Linked DNA regions of Mus musculus: region 1 is linked to region 2. A link is a contact called in public HiChIP or PLAC-seq data. All regions are on one chromosome and are shown on one strand. Each heading gives the region's core, a stretch centred on a gene start, on an enhancer-like site or on the middle of the called end of the contact. The rest is flanking DNA. Distances are from core to core; before and after follow the strand shown.

What was found. HiChIP or PLAC-seq counts read pairs in DNA pulled down with a chosen protein or histone mark.
Region 1: an H3K4me3 HiChIP or PLAC-seq map of bone marrow-derived macrophages shows a contact between it and region 2, with 3 times the contacts expected there. The contact joins the enhancer-like site here to the promoter of Il12b in region 2. A contact is called at or near these places in 2 of 39 promoter capture datasets (the C10 cell line and pre-B cells), 1 of 15 datasets of contacts at CTCF or cohesin (pro-B cells), 3 of 484 Hi-C or Micro-C datasets (Th2 cells, double positive thymocytes and nephron progenitors), 1 of 115 datasets of contacts at active chromatin or transcription factors (bone marrow-derived macrophages) and 2 of 9 other capture datasets (adipose tissue and liver).

The regions. Positions count from the first base shown.
Region 1 is chr11:44,542,972-44,549,232 of GRCm38.p6, forward strand. Rnf145 (ring finger protein 145) reads left to right here. Exons shown (of 11, transcript NM_028862.4): 5 at 5,793-6,028. Among named protein-coding and RNA genes, the nearest start is that of Gm51891, 15 kb to the left of the region's middle. Within about 2 kb of position 2,475, at least 125 of the 459 cell types and tissues checked have an H3K27ac peak or open chromatin away from gene starts, as enhancers often do. A contact at or near this core is called in Th2 cells, adipose tissue, bone marrow-derived macrophages and 3 more, where this site is marked.
Region 2 is chr11:44,397,940-44,403,936 of GRCm38.p6, forward strand. Il12b (interleukin 12b) reads left to right here and starts at 2,124. Exons shown (of 8, transcript NM_001303244.1): 1 at 2,124-2,179.

The DNA.
Region 1 (6,261 bases), core at 1,225-3,724, 150 kb after region 2:
CAAAGTTCTCCGTCTGCTTCCCTCACACTCCTGGCCTCTTCTCTCTGCTTCCCTGACTCTTCATGGGCAAGTGGTGCCACATGCACAGTTTGATCTCTATCTGTGTCCTTTCCTTTCCTTTCCTTTCCTTTCCTTTCCTTTCCTTTCCTTTCCTTTCCTTTCCTTTCCTTTCCTTTCCTTTCCTTTCCTCTCATTCCTCCCCTCCCTCCCTCATTCCCTCCCTCCCTTCCGCCCTTTCTTGCTTTATTTCTGACAGCCCCTTACAAAACCCAGGTGGGCTTTGAACTCACAAAGTAGCCAAGGATGACCTTGAACTGCTGGCTCTCCTGAAAGCAGGGGTTTTATGCAATGCTAGGGATTGAACTCAGGGATTTGTTCTTGCTTATGTTAGAAACAAAGAAAAATCAGGTTGTACAAAGAAACATATGAAGGAAGTAGAAGGCCGCCAGGCAGTGGTGGTGCACGCCTTTAGTCCCAGCACTCGGGAGGCAGAGGCAGGCGGATTTCTGAGTTCGAGGCCATCCTGGTCTACAGAGAGAGTTCCAGGAGAGCCAGGGCTACATAGAGAAACCCTGTCTCTAAGAAACCAAAAAAGAAAAAGAAAAAAAAAAAAAGGAATGGAAAATGGAAGAAGCTAGGCGTGCATCTTTTTCTGCAAGAAGGGTAGGACAGGCCCCATCCCTAGCCAGCAGGCGTGAGCACACGGGGGGGGGGGGGGGGGCAGGAAGGTCACTTGGAATTTATTCCAATGCATGTGGTGACTGCCTTTCCTCCATTGCCTGGGGTCTGACTCAGTCTTTCGAAGTTGACTTGTCTTAAAGAGTCAGCACAAAGGAAGTCCAGGTCAGGGGTCAGGAGTCAGGTCCTCACACCATCATCCAGTTAGAGTAATGCAGCCAGGCCTTTTCAGTACACAAAGGTCTTGTCGGGTGGAGATTAAAAGGTTAGCATAGGTAGGAAATTCATGAAATTTGGGGCCTTAGACTGGGTAGAGTGCCTTTATAGAAAACAAAAAAAACACCCCATGGCCCCTTACACTGGCAGGTACTCTACCAGCCAACCTACACCCTTGGCCACCTTTACTTCCTCGCCCTACGCTTGCTTGATAGCTTGTTTGCGTGCTTGCTTGCTTTTCTTCCTCCCTCCCTCCCTCCCTCCCTCCCTTCCTTCCTCCTCCCTCCTTTCCTTCCTCCCCCTCTTTTCCCTCCCCCCATTTCTTCCTGTACTTATTGAGTGTGTGCACACGTGTGTCATGTGCTCATGCCTTGATGAGTGTGTCCGTCAGAGGGCAGCTTGCAGGAGTTGCTGTTCTTCTTCCGTCCTGTGGGTCAGGTCATCAGCTTGTTCCCATAGATGCTTCTTACTGTTTGTATTTATCATCATATCAAAAATAGTTCATAGAGGCTTGTGGTTCTTAAGGGGTTTTTAAATATCGGAGAAGATTAATTTTTAAACAGCTAGTCATTACTTTGAAAGGCTAAAGTGATTAGCTATGTCTCAGGCTTACTTACTGCTGCTGGAAGTGAGCGTCTTGTTGTCAGAAACATGTACATGGCTGAAGCACAATGTTAAAAATAAAAGTGCTGAATAGATACAGTCCTAAGTGAACCACCCACCATGCCAGAGACCCCACACAGGAAGCGAGGGAACCGACTCTGAAGCCAAGCCTCTTAGAAGACAGTATTAAAGAGAGGGAAACAGAGGTCAAAGGACTGCCCAGATCTCTATACAGAGAAGACTCAGGGGTGCACCACTAAGAGGGTTGTGTGTCTGGGGACGGATCTAGGCTGGCCAGCTAAAGCTGGTCATCCAGAACTCAGCCACACGTGGCTGCCAAGCACTGGAAATGCCCCTCTCACACATGGTACTCCAGGTACACTTAGTGCAAGTAAAACATCTCTAATATGTGCTGATAAGATTTAAGGTATACTTGATTTTGTAAAATATATTGTTTTTACCTTTTTCTGTTACTTTTTGAAATGAGACACCTAGAGGAAAAATGTAGATTCTGTCTGTAGCCCCTCTCTTTCTTCTGATGTGACGTCCAGGACCAGCAATGGACTGTTGAGCTTCTGCACGTGGAGTGAAAATTCTTGCAGGGTTTTCCCTGCGTGTTCTGAATTGTAAAGGCCAAGGCTGGGCTCCCTGAAGCCTGGGAAAGGTGGCTGAAACCTGCACAGCACTTTGTCTTGAATTTCCAAATCTCGGGGGTGGGGTGGGGTGGGGTCAGAGCTGGCCAGTGCTGATGCCTTCTCAGGTGCTACTTGAGGGATCCCTAGTGATGAGGGCAGTCTTGGAGGCACACGTATTTGTCTCCGGGAAGAAAACCAGTTGGGCTTGTCTAGTTCAAAGGGCACCAAAAAGACGTCATTCATTCAGCCAAACAGGAATTGACCCACTTGCCCACAGTGCTGCAGATTGACGGAAGGAGCAGGCAGCAGAGCTCTTCCTGCTCTGCCCGGTGTAGGCTGGCTGTTTTTGCAGAGGAGGGGGGGCCTTCAGCTGTGCTGCTTCTCCTCCTCTTCCTCCTTCCTTTACCCGCTCTTTACTGTCTCATTTTCTCACCAGTTCTCTTTCTCCCCCACCCTTTTCTTCTTCCTCGTACCCTGTTTGAGTTGTTTGGTCATTTGAGGCAGACTCTGCTCTGGTCCAGGCTGGCCTGGTTATGTTCTCACTGTCAGTATCTTAACTAAGAACTAGTTGATGAGGAAAGAAAATGATGTCTGTGCCATATTAAAGGGTGGCTTTTTTTTCCCTCACATTGATGTTTTTTTTTTGTTGTTTTTGTTTTTTTTTTTTGTTTTTTTTTTTGTTTTTCGAGACAGGGTTTCTCTGTATAGCCCTGGCTGTCCTGGAACTCACTTTATAGACCAGGCTGGCCTTGAACTCAGAAATCCACCTGCCTCTGCCTCCCGAGTGCTGGGATTAAAGGCGTGCGCCACCATGCCTGGCTCATATTGATTTTTAAAGTAAATTCTCTCTGCTGTTTCAGTAATAATGAGCTTCTGGGTTGGAGATGCCGCTCTGTAGTGGGACCATCAGCTCAGCAGGATGAGGCTCTGCGTTCCATTCCCAGCACTACAAAAAGAGAACTAACAAACACAAAAGCAGTCTTTTAAAGAAAAACCAGAGCCATTTAAATGTTCCATGAGTTCCTGGAAGTTCAACCCTCCCAGAGTTTTTTCTAATTGTGGAGTCATGAATTCAGAGTACAGAGTCTAGAGTGCTTCTGATTTACTCAGTGTGACCATTGGGGTAGGGGCCTCGCGGAGGGAGCTGTAGGGGATTTCACTGAGTCCCTTGCAGCAGCAAGGATCACTAGTCCTAGAGGAAAATGCCTTCTGAGGCATGGTCCCTCAGAGGAGATGTGGACATGTGGCCAGAGCAAGTCCTGCCTGCCGGGGCCTGGACGCGGGGACTTCAGAGCTGGGCGAGGGGTGGGGATTGGAGGGAAGTTTCCATCCTGCTGACCAGGGAAACCGAGGGAGGCATCACACCACAGCTTCTGCTGCCCGAGCACTTCCTCCCAGCCTTTGCTTTTCTGCTTTCACTTTCTGATTTTATTTTAATAAAGGAAATGTTCCCATTCTTATCATCAAAAATGGGCTAATTATGATGAAAACGAGCCTCCTCCTGCAGCCTCTCCCGCATGCTCCATCTGCCCCAGCCTCTCTAAGTTCCTGGTGACCCTTCCTCCCCGGCTGGGTGCTCTTCCTTGTGGAAATCCAGCCGCCCTACTCGTGCATCCTCCTCCTTGCCAGCTCTCTCCCTCTCTGTAGTTTCTCAGTCTTTGAAGGGAGTTGTGCTTTTGTTTGGCTTTCTGATTCATCAGCTCTGTCTCCAGTGGTTTCACATTTTAAGTTTTGTTCTGCGTTCTTTCTGACACTTGTTCTATTGACTGTTTCCTCTTACTTTTTAAATGTTTACTTCTCATATGAAGCATTTAACTTTTTGGAGGAAGACTTGGTTCTTTTTGTTTTTTTTGTTTGTTTGTTTTTTTCGAGATGGGGTTTCTTGTGTAGCCCTGGCTGTCCTGGAACTCACTCGAACTCAGAAATCTGCCTGCCTCTACCTCCCGAGTGCTGGGATTAAAGGCATGCGCCGCCAACGCCCGGCTGAAGACTTGGTTCTTTAAGTTTATCTGGAGGTGTATGTCAGAGCCCATAATTTTTTTTTTTCCCTATCAGGCTTCTAGTGTACCCTGTAGTCCTAGGGTAGCTAGGAAATGGAGGCAGGAGGATCCTGAATGTGAAGCCAGCCTGGGTGACTGATCCACTTTAAGCAAATATTAGGAAGCATCCTGGTTTATGCTTACTCATGTGTATTATAAAAGTGCAGGGTTATCATAAATATATATGCTTATTCCTACAAGTACTTCATAATTATGTGACATGGGGAAAAGCTGAATGCTGATACATCAGACACACTCAACATAATGTACCTGACAGGTGATAGCAATGCCTACTGTGGGGTAGACCTGGGCCAACAGTGAATGGAGCGGGGCAAGTCGTTTGCAGAACAGTTGAACACTCTGATCATTATATAAATAAAATATGGGTGTGTGATACGGGGCTGGAGAAATGATGGCTCACTGGTTAAGAACGCTTTCTGCTCTTGCTGAGGACCCAAGCTTGATTCCCAGCACCCACACCTGTCTGCTCACTACTGTCCTACAAGCCCAGCTCTAGTTCTAGGGGTTCTGACCCCCTCTCTGGCCCTCCCTGGCGTACACATGTATGTGCCCATGCACATAACGCACATGATAAAGTATAGTAAAATATTTTAAAAGCAAAAGACATTAACATCTCATATTCAGAGTAAATCTGGAAGGTTGCTGAGTATGCAAACAGCTGTCGCACAGTGGGTTTCACATGCTGGTGTCGCACAGTAGGCTTCATGCTCACCAACGTTCCTGGCTAGGGAGCTGCTGGTGCTGCCTGTGGGTGGCGGGAGCAGAACTCCTTTCTCTGCACTCCTCTCTGTGAGCCTCAGCCCTCTGAGAAGAACAAAGCATGCAAGCCTTTCAGCCTTCCCGCTCGGGATTGGGCTGTTTGGAGGTTTATGTGGTTTAGTCAGAGATTAGGAGCCTCAGAACAGATGGCATCTTGTTGAAGTGTGATGATGGGCAGCCAGCCTTTATCTTGGCTTTATGCTTTGCATATGTAAGTGCAGAATACTCAGGATCCAAAACCTTTGAGAAAGAAGCTGTATGGAGAGCAATTGACTTGTTGCGACACTGAAGTAGACATTTAAAAATCCTTCCTCTGTTCCTCAAACCATCACAAATGTGATTAAAAACTGTAGAGGGTTATTTATTTTCTGAATCAGCCTTTGGGAGTAAGTATTCCAAGTTCATCATGCAAATATGTAATTATAACTAGATGAAATGAAAATCTGATTTAAAGTATCGCTCAAGTCTTTAGACTTATTCAAAAGCTGTGATAACATCCTTAATTTTTTTAAAAACATTTTTGGGATGTGTGTGAGAGTGAGGAGGGGGGAGAGAGAGAGAGAGAGAGAGAGAGAGAGGGAGAGAGAGAGAGAGAGAGAGAGAGAGAAGGAGAGACACTGATGTTAGAGGACACTGACACTGTTTTGGGAGTTCTCTTATTCCACTATGGCTTGGGGCTCTAACATAGGTCCTCAGGCTTGACAACAAGTCAGGCCCCAGAGCATCCTCCTCTTCCTCCTTGTCCCTGTCTTCCTCCTCCTCCTCCTCACCATCATCATCACCACCACCATCATCATCTTGTCCAGATGCTCAGGGTTAATGCTGTCTGTTCCCCTTCCAGGTCAGTTAGTGGTGTGCACCTTGTGCTCCTGCGTTATGAAGACGAAGCAGATCTGGCTCTTCTCGGCACACATGCTTCCTCTGCTGGCTCGCCTCTGCCTCGTTCCTCTGGAGACCATCGTCATCATCAACAAATTTGCTATGATTTTTACAGGATTGGAAGTCCTGTACTTCCTAGGGTCTAATCTCCTAGTACCGTATAACCTCGCTAAGTCTGCATACCGGGAGTTAGTTCAGGTAAGCGTGCTGGGCACACGCGGCTCAGTACATTCCCCTGTCCACCTGTGGCTGTGGGGACGCTCTCTCCAGCTCCTGTTCTCATCAGGGGAGGCAGTGAAGGAGCGAATCTGCAGATGCAGAGCACTTGGGTTCATGCCCCTAGGCTGAACCTATGTGACTTTGACATAATCACATCTCTCTACTTTCTATGAAAGGAAGCTGATTGTACCACAGCACTGTGCTCTCCTGCT
Region 2 (5,997 bases), core at 874-3,373:
TACTGCCAGGAGTCTCTATGTCAAAGCTTCAGCTTCTTATTCAAGGTGTATTTTGCTTTGGAGTTTTTGACAATAGCAAGGATGCATGTTTTGCTTTGCATTGTCTGAAAACTAATGTTTTAAAGCACACATGATTTATATTGTATTAGAAAAGTATACTAAAGGCTTATAGCCATCTTTTGATAAGGGAAGGGGCCTTTTGGTATTACATACATACATCTGTACGTACGTGTGTGTGTTGGGGGGGAGGGGTTCAATCACAGCCAAGTAGCTTCAGCCTGATTATGAGCCACACTGTTATTCTGCACATCATTCCCTTGTGTCTTGTATTCCTCTAACTGTTTTTGACCTAGCCCCAAGAGCTACCTCAAGCCCCCTCCCCCCCCCCTAGCCTTCCCTCCAGCTCCAAATAAGCCCATGGAGCTATTCTTCGGCCCCATATTGCTTTGTTCGGTTTTCCTCATGAAATCGCTTTCTTGTGGCTCATAATGATAGCTTGTCTAAGCTCAGGGGACATTTGCATGAGCTTTGCATGTATGTTGTCACAGCTTGTCTCAGCTCAGGGGACATTTACAACCCTGCACTGCAGCAGTGAGGCTAAGAGGAGTTATGTACCTTGTCAAGATCCAGTTCCTCGAGAGGCCAAAGATGGTGCTCTAACGAACTCCCGATCTGTCCTTGGGAGAGATGGGCAGAGGTAACCATGAGCTTTGCATGTAGGGTCAGTGTGACCAGCAATCTTAGTCACAGAGATTATGGCTGTCCTCAGAGATCCCCTAAAACTAGCACATTATTTTTTACTGCTATTTCACTATGCAACGAAACCTACTTTGTTCACTTAAGAATGATCTTGTATGCAAAACCAGTTTCACTCGAAGCCTAGGAGTACAGGGATGCCACTAGCTAGCTTGCTGTGACTGATGTCTCCACCCTCAGTTTGAAGCCGATCAGGACCAAAGAGGGATTGCAGCTGGGCTGCTGGAGTGAGGAAGTGTGTGGCTGGGAAGCTCCGCAGTTCTCTCCCCCTCCCCGCGCCCCAGGCAGACTGACACTTGGAAGAAAGTTAGGCCGGAAATCTACACCGCCCGAAACCTGACAGGGTCCAACCTCAGCCCTAGGAACTTCCCAGGAGGCGGGAACCCAGGCCAGGGACAGGAATGGAGAAGCGGCGGGTTGTGTCCCTTGCGTCCCAACCGCGAGGATGTCCTCGCTTCGCGCCCTCTATCGGCGGCTCTGAGAGTGGCTCTCATCTGTATGCGAACTGGATGTGCAAGAAGAGCTAATATTTCTGAGCACGGATGAGGAAGGGAGGTAACATCAACTTACAGGATTGCACACCTCTTTGCAATTTTAAACTCCTCAAGAAGAGAAACTACAAAGGGTTTATAGGACCACAGACACGTTATTACTGAAGTGAGAATATAGTATGGGTACCCAAAAGAGTGACCTTTGAATCATCTGTACGCTTGCCTATGTCTAGCTCAGTTCATGCTGCTATCAATCCATGAGTAAGGACCTATAAGCATAAGAGACGCCCTCAAAACACTATGACTTTTATTAGTTATTCACCTCCCCAGAGCTGTCCCTGGATACAGACAACATAGGTATGAGGTAGGGGGTACGTGGAGCCAAACAGGAGGTAATACCTTCTGAATTTAGATGCTAACAAGAAAACATGGGGAAAGGTGGCCCAGATACACTAGGCCCTTTATTCTTTGGGCCTGTAACACCTACTTATTTGATTGTGGCATGAACCATGAACTCGGTTTGGGGCAAGTCCTTCCTTTTTCTGCAGTCTGTGGAATCGGGAGAGGTTAGCCATTGCCGCCTCTATTCACCTTAGGCATGATGTAAACAGAAATTAGTATCTCTGCCTCCTTCCTTTTTCCACACCCCGAAGTCATTTCCTCTTAACCTGGGATTTCGACGTCTATATTCCCTCTGTATGATAGATGCACTCAGGGAGGCAAGGGGGGGAGGGAGGAACTTCTTAAAATTCCCCCAGAATGTTTTGACACTAGTTTTCAGTGTTGCAATTGAGACTAGTCAGTTTCTACTTTGGGTTTCCATCAGAAAGTTCTGTAGGAGTAGAGTATATAAGCACCAGGAGCAGCCAAGGCAGCAGAAGGAACAGTGGGTGTCCAGGCACATCAGACCAGGCAGCTCGCAGCAAAGCAAGGTAAGTTCTCTCCTCTTCCCTGTCGCTAACTCCCTGCATCTAGAGGCTGTCCAGATTCAGACTCCAGGGGACAGGCTACCCCTGAACCAGGCAGCGTGGGAGTGGGGTAAGTGGATTCTGGGAGCATCTCGGATGGCTTTCCCCGCTGGTGGAAACCAGGGGCTTTGACGACAGGGGCTTCAAATAGTCATTTAAAAAGTCAGCTAATTACAGATGTGATGGCGCACACCTGTAATCTCCAAATCTGGGAGGCAGGAAACAGAATGCACAGGAGTTTAAGGCCAGATTCAGCTGTGTAATGAGTTTGAGAGAGTCTCAAAAAATTGAGCTACTAATAATATGTGCCAAGCATTGTGGACAGATGTGTATTTGATAGAAAGGTTTGCTTTGTCTATATAGACACATATACTATGTGCATTTTCTTAAGTATTAATGCATATGTGTTAAGGAGTGTTGTTAAAATTCTGTTCTTGCCTTAAGAGTGAAACTTAAAAAAAAAAAAAGCCTTTCATGTACCCCTTCAAGCCTAAGCTCATCACTGAATGTCCTACCTGTGATGGCCTTTAGAATCAGCTATGATAATCAAAGTGGAGAGCTGGGTTTGGGGGTTCCTTTGGATTTTAACTAACTTTGCCACCTCTTCAAAACTGGAAAGCCCAAGGCATGTTCCAAACTATTTCCTAAAGGGTTCTAAAATCTGTGAGAAAGGGAAGGCTAATCTTCATGGGTTGGCTTCCTCTGCTTGCCCAGGTGAAATCATGAGCACCAGATGGGGCAGGGTGATGGGGCAGGGTGACATCTTGCTTTCACCCAGGGATCACTGAGCCTCAGCTGGGGGCTCCGTTTGTTCAAGCAAGGCATTTCAAGATGAAGTTAGGTCACCCCCAAGAATTCATTTTGCTGAGATCTGAAATACTGTGATTATTGCACCAACAATCCATGGACTCTCTCTAGGCTAGATTCTGGATATAAGACTAGACAGATATGACCTCTGTCACACACCTCGGTATGGGAAAGGGGGGACAGACATTAAAGACGTAATCAAATGATTGTCATTTCAGCGATGCTGAAGGGGAAGAGTAGCTATTTGGGGTCCTGTTTTCATTTGGGGCTCAAGCTGGCACTTTCTGTGGATCATTTCATGAACTCCTAACCTGACAGAGTTATTTTTAATCTAGGAGTACAGGCTTGACAAAGTCAACACAACTTGTCAAGGTCACATAACTAACAAGTGGCAGACTGAGGTCTGTTTGGCTGTAGAACCAAGGCCCTTTGCCCGTGCCCTCCTTGCCATCCCTGACAGCCACGCCATCTGTACTGTGCATTGTTGTTTCTGGGCATTTTTATTTTTACATATCATTTCTCTTTTAAATTAAAGAATAACAGAATGAAACTTGCAAAAGGGATGTCCACTCAGGCACCCGCTGGCAGCAATGTTTGGAAGCATTTGCATGCTCTAGGGAGCTAGAGTATCCAGCCCAGGGTTCCTGTGCTCTTTGCACAAGACTTTCAGGACTTAAGAAAACTAATGAAAACAAACAAACAAACAAACAAACAAAAAAGAATTGTTAAAACATAGCATATGGAAGAATTGTGGAGTGAGAGGGAAACAAAGCCCAGCATCTGCCAATCAGCCTGAAAGCCAAAGCCTGGCTACATACTGCACACTTTTTTGCTTGTGCAGATTTGATTAAGAGGCGACCTGCCATCATCTCCACCCTCTGCTGGTCTTCTATGATCTAAGATGTAGGTGATGCCGAAATGAAGATTGTTCCTTGGACCATTGCCAGGGCTCCCTTCAGCCTGAAATATGGTTCACGTGTGATGCTCAAGTGCATCTGAGGCTGACAGAGGAAATGCTTGGCATGTAGCCAAAGGGGAAATCCCTGTGTTGAGAGCATATGAAGAGATCACCAGGAGATGCCAGGAATCTCTGCCTTTTTTCCCTGCCCAGAGTCCTACCATCTGGGTTTCACAGCCGTGTATAATTGCATCACCTTCTCTGGGCATTTCTCTCTACAGCCTGGCAGATTTTTATTTTTCAACCCAGTGTGCACAAAACAGAAAGAATTTCAATTTTTTTCCTTAGCTTTTTACTAGTGCAAGGTATTATACAATGTCATCTCACTGCATGCCCAATAGCTCTTGAAGATCACATAAGCCTTATGTCTTTTTATATGAAGGCAGTCGGGCTCAGAGGAACTAAACCAACACCAAACAGCTACTGAGTAGTAGGGCCAGAATCCAAGTCCATGTCTGCTTGACTCCAAGCCTATGAATGTAGCAACCAGCACCATTTCAGCTTGTACTTGTCTTGACTATATGATAATTTGGACCTAGACATGTCCTGACTCCTAGTCCTGTCTCTGTCATGAAAAAGAAATCATAGCAGGGCCCTCAAGAGGTTAGCAGTACTTCTGTTCTCTCAAAGGTCGTGATTTCTGACCAAGGCCTGTTTATTTTTAAGGCATTTGCCTATAACATTTAAGCCTTAATTCATATGGGTTAGACTGTGGTCTCTCAAATCTTGTTCCTGACGGGCGGTGGCACCCTCCAGGATAGATGAAAAGTATTTCTGAAGGGAATTAGTAATCTACACTGATTATCTCAACCACATTTATGAGTGAGGTATAATCTTTACAGTCTAAAGGTTTGTGTTGCCCTGGTGTTAATCTAGACTGGGTTACAATACAGGATGGTTACTGACTTATCTATTTCATGATAGGTTAATCAATATGGTACAGTCTTCTGCCAAAGAACACCTTGAATTTTAGGAGTTCTGGACTCTCAAACCTAGCTAGCACATTTGCCCTCACAATGTGTTCAATGGATCATAACATCAGCTTTCAGCACCTCCAAGACATGTTAAGTCAGACACTCTGTTCTGGGCTGAGACCCAACAGTCTCCGTGAACCCAGGTTATACACACACCCAAGCTTAAGAAATGCTGCATTTTGTTGTGAGGGAGAGAATTATTTTAGAATTTGGAGTAATCTCTGCCTAGGTTTAAAAAAACCTAATCCACTACAGGTCCTTGTCAGAACTTGAAAGTTTACCCTGTGTCACCTTTCCCACACCTAAGCTGGTCCTCTAGCCTGGGGCATCCCAGTGCCTACTGCACAGCAGGGTGATTCGGATGCCCAGTGACACTGTTCTCGTCCATACTGGCAGCATGGCAGTACTTTCCCATTCTGTTCAAAGCTCTTTGGGTATTATGTTAATATTACAATCATAACTAAGGAAATATCTGATGACTGTGGACCTGGGAAGCCACGGTCATCTCTAAGTTTATGTTTCTGAACCTTAAAAAAAAATAAATAAGATGGGTGTGGTGGCTCTCGCCTTTAATCCCAGCACTCAGGAAGCAGAGGCAGGTGGATCCCTGTGAGTTTGGGGTCAGCCTTATCTACATAGAGTTCCAGGACAACGAAGGCTGAAAGTCTGTCTTAAGAAGAGGGAGGGAGGAGATGATTGTGGATATCAGGAAGACAGTTCAGCAGGTCACATTACTTCTGCACAAGCCTGGTGACCTGGGTTTGAACCCTGAACCCAGAGTGAAAGGAGACAGTCAACTCCCAAAAGTTGTCCTCTGACCTCCACACATGCACACATACAATAGTCATACATCAATATATTTTTAAAAAACAAAATGGTATCAGGTAGCTGGGCCCTATGATTATTTAAGCTCCAGGTAGCCTCTAGTTCTTTATTTGGAGATGTTTTTACCCAAATCTAGAAGAGACCTCCTATAATCCTGGTCCAACAGTGTGAAAAGAAAGGGGAAAGTGAGTATTTGGAAGGCAGATAAGCTGTTGATC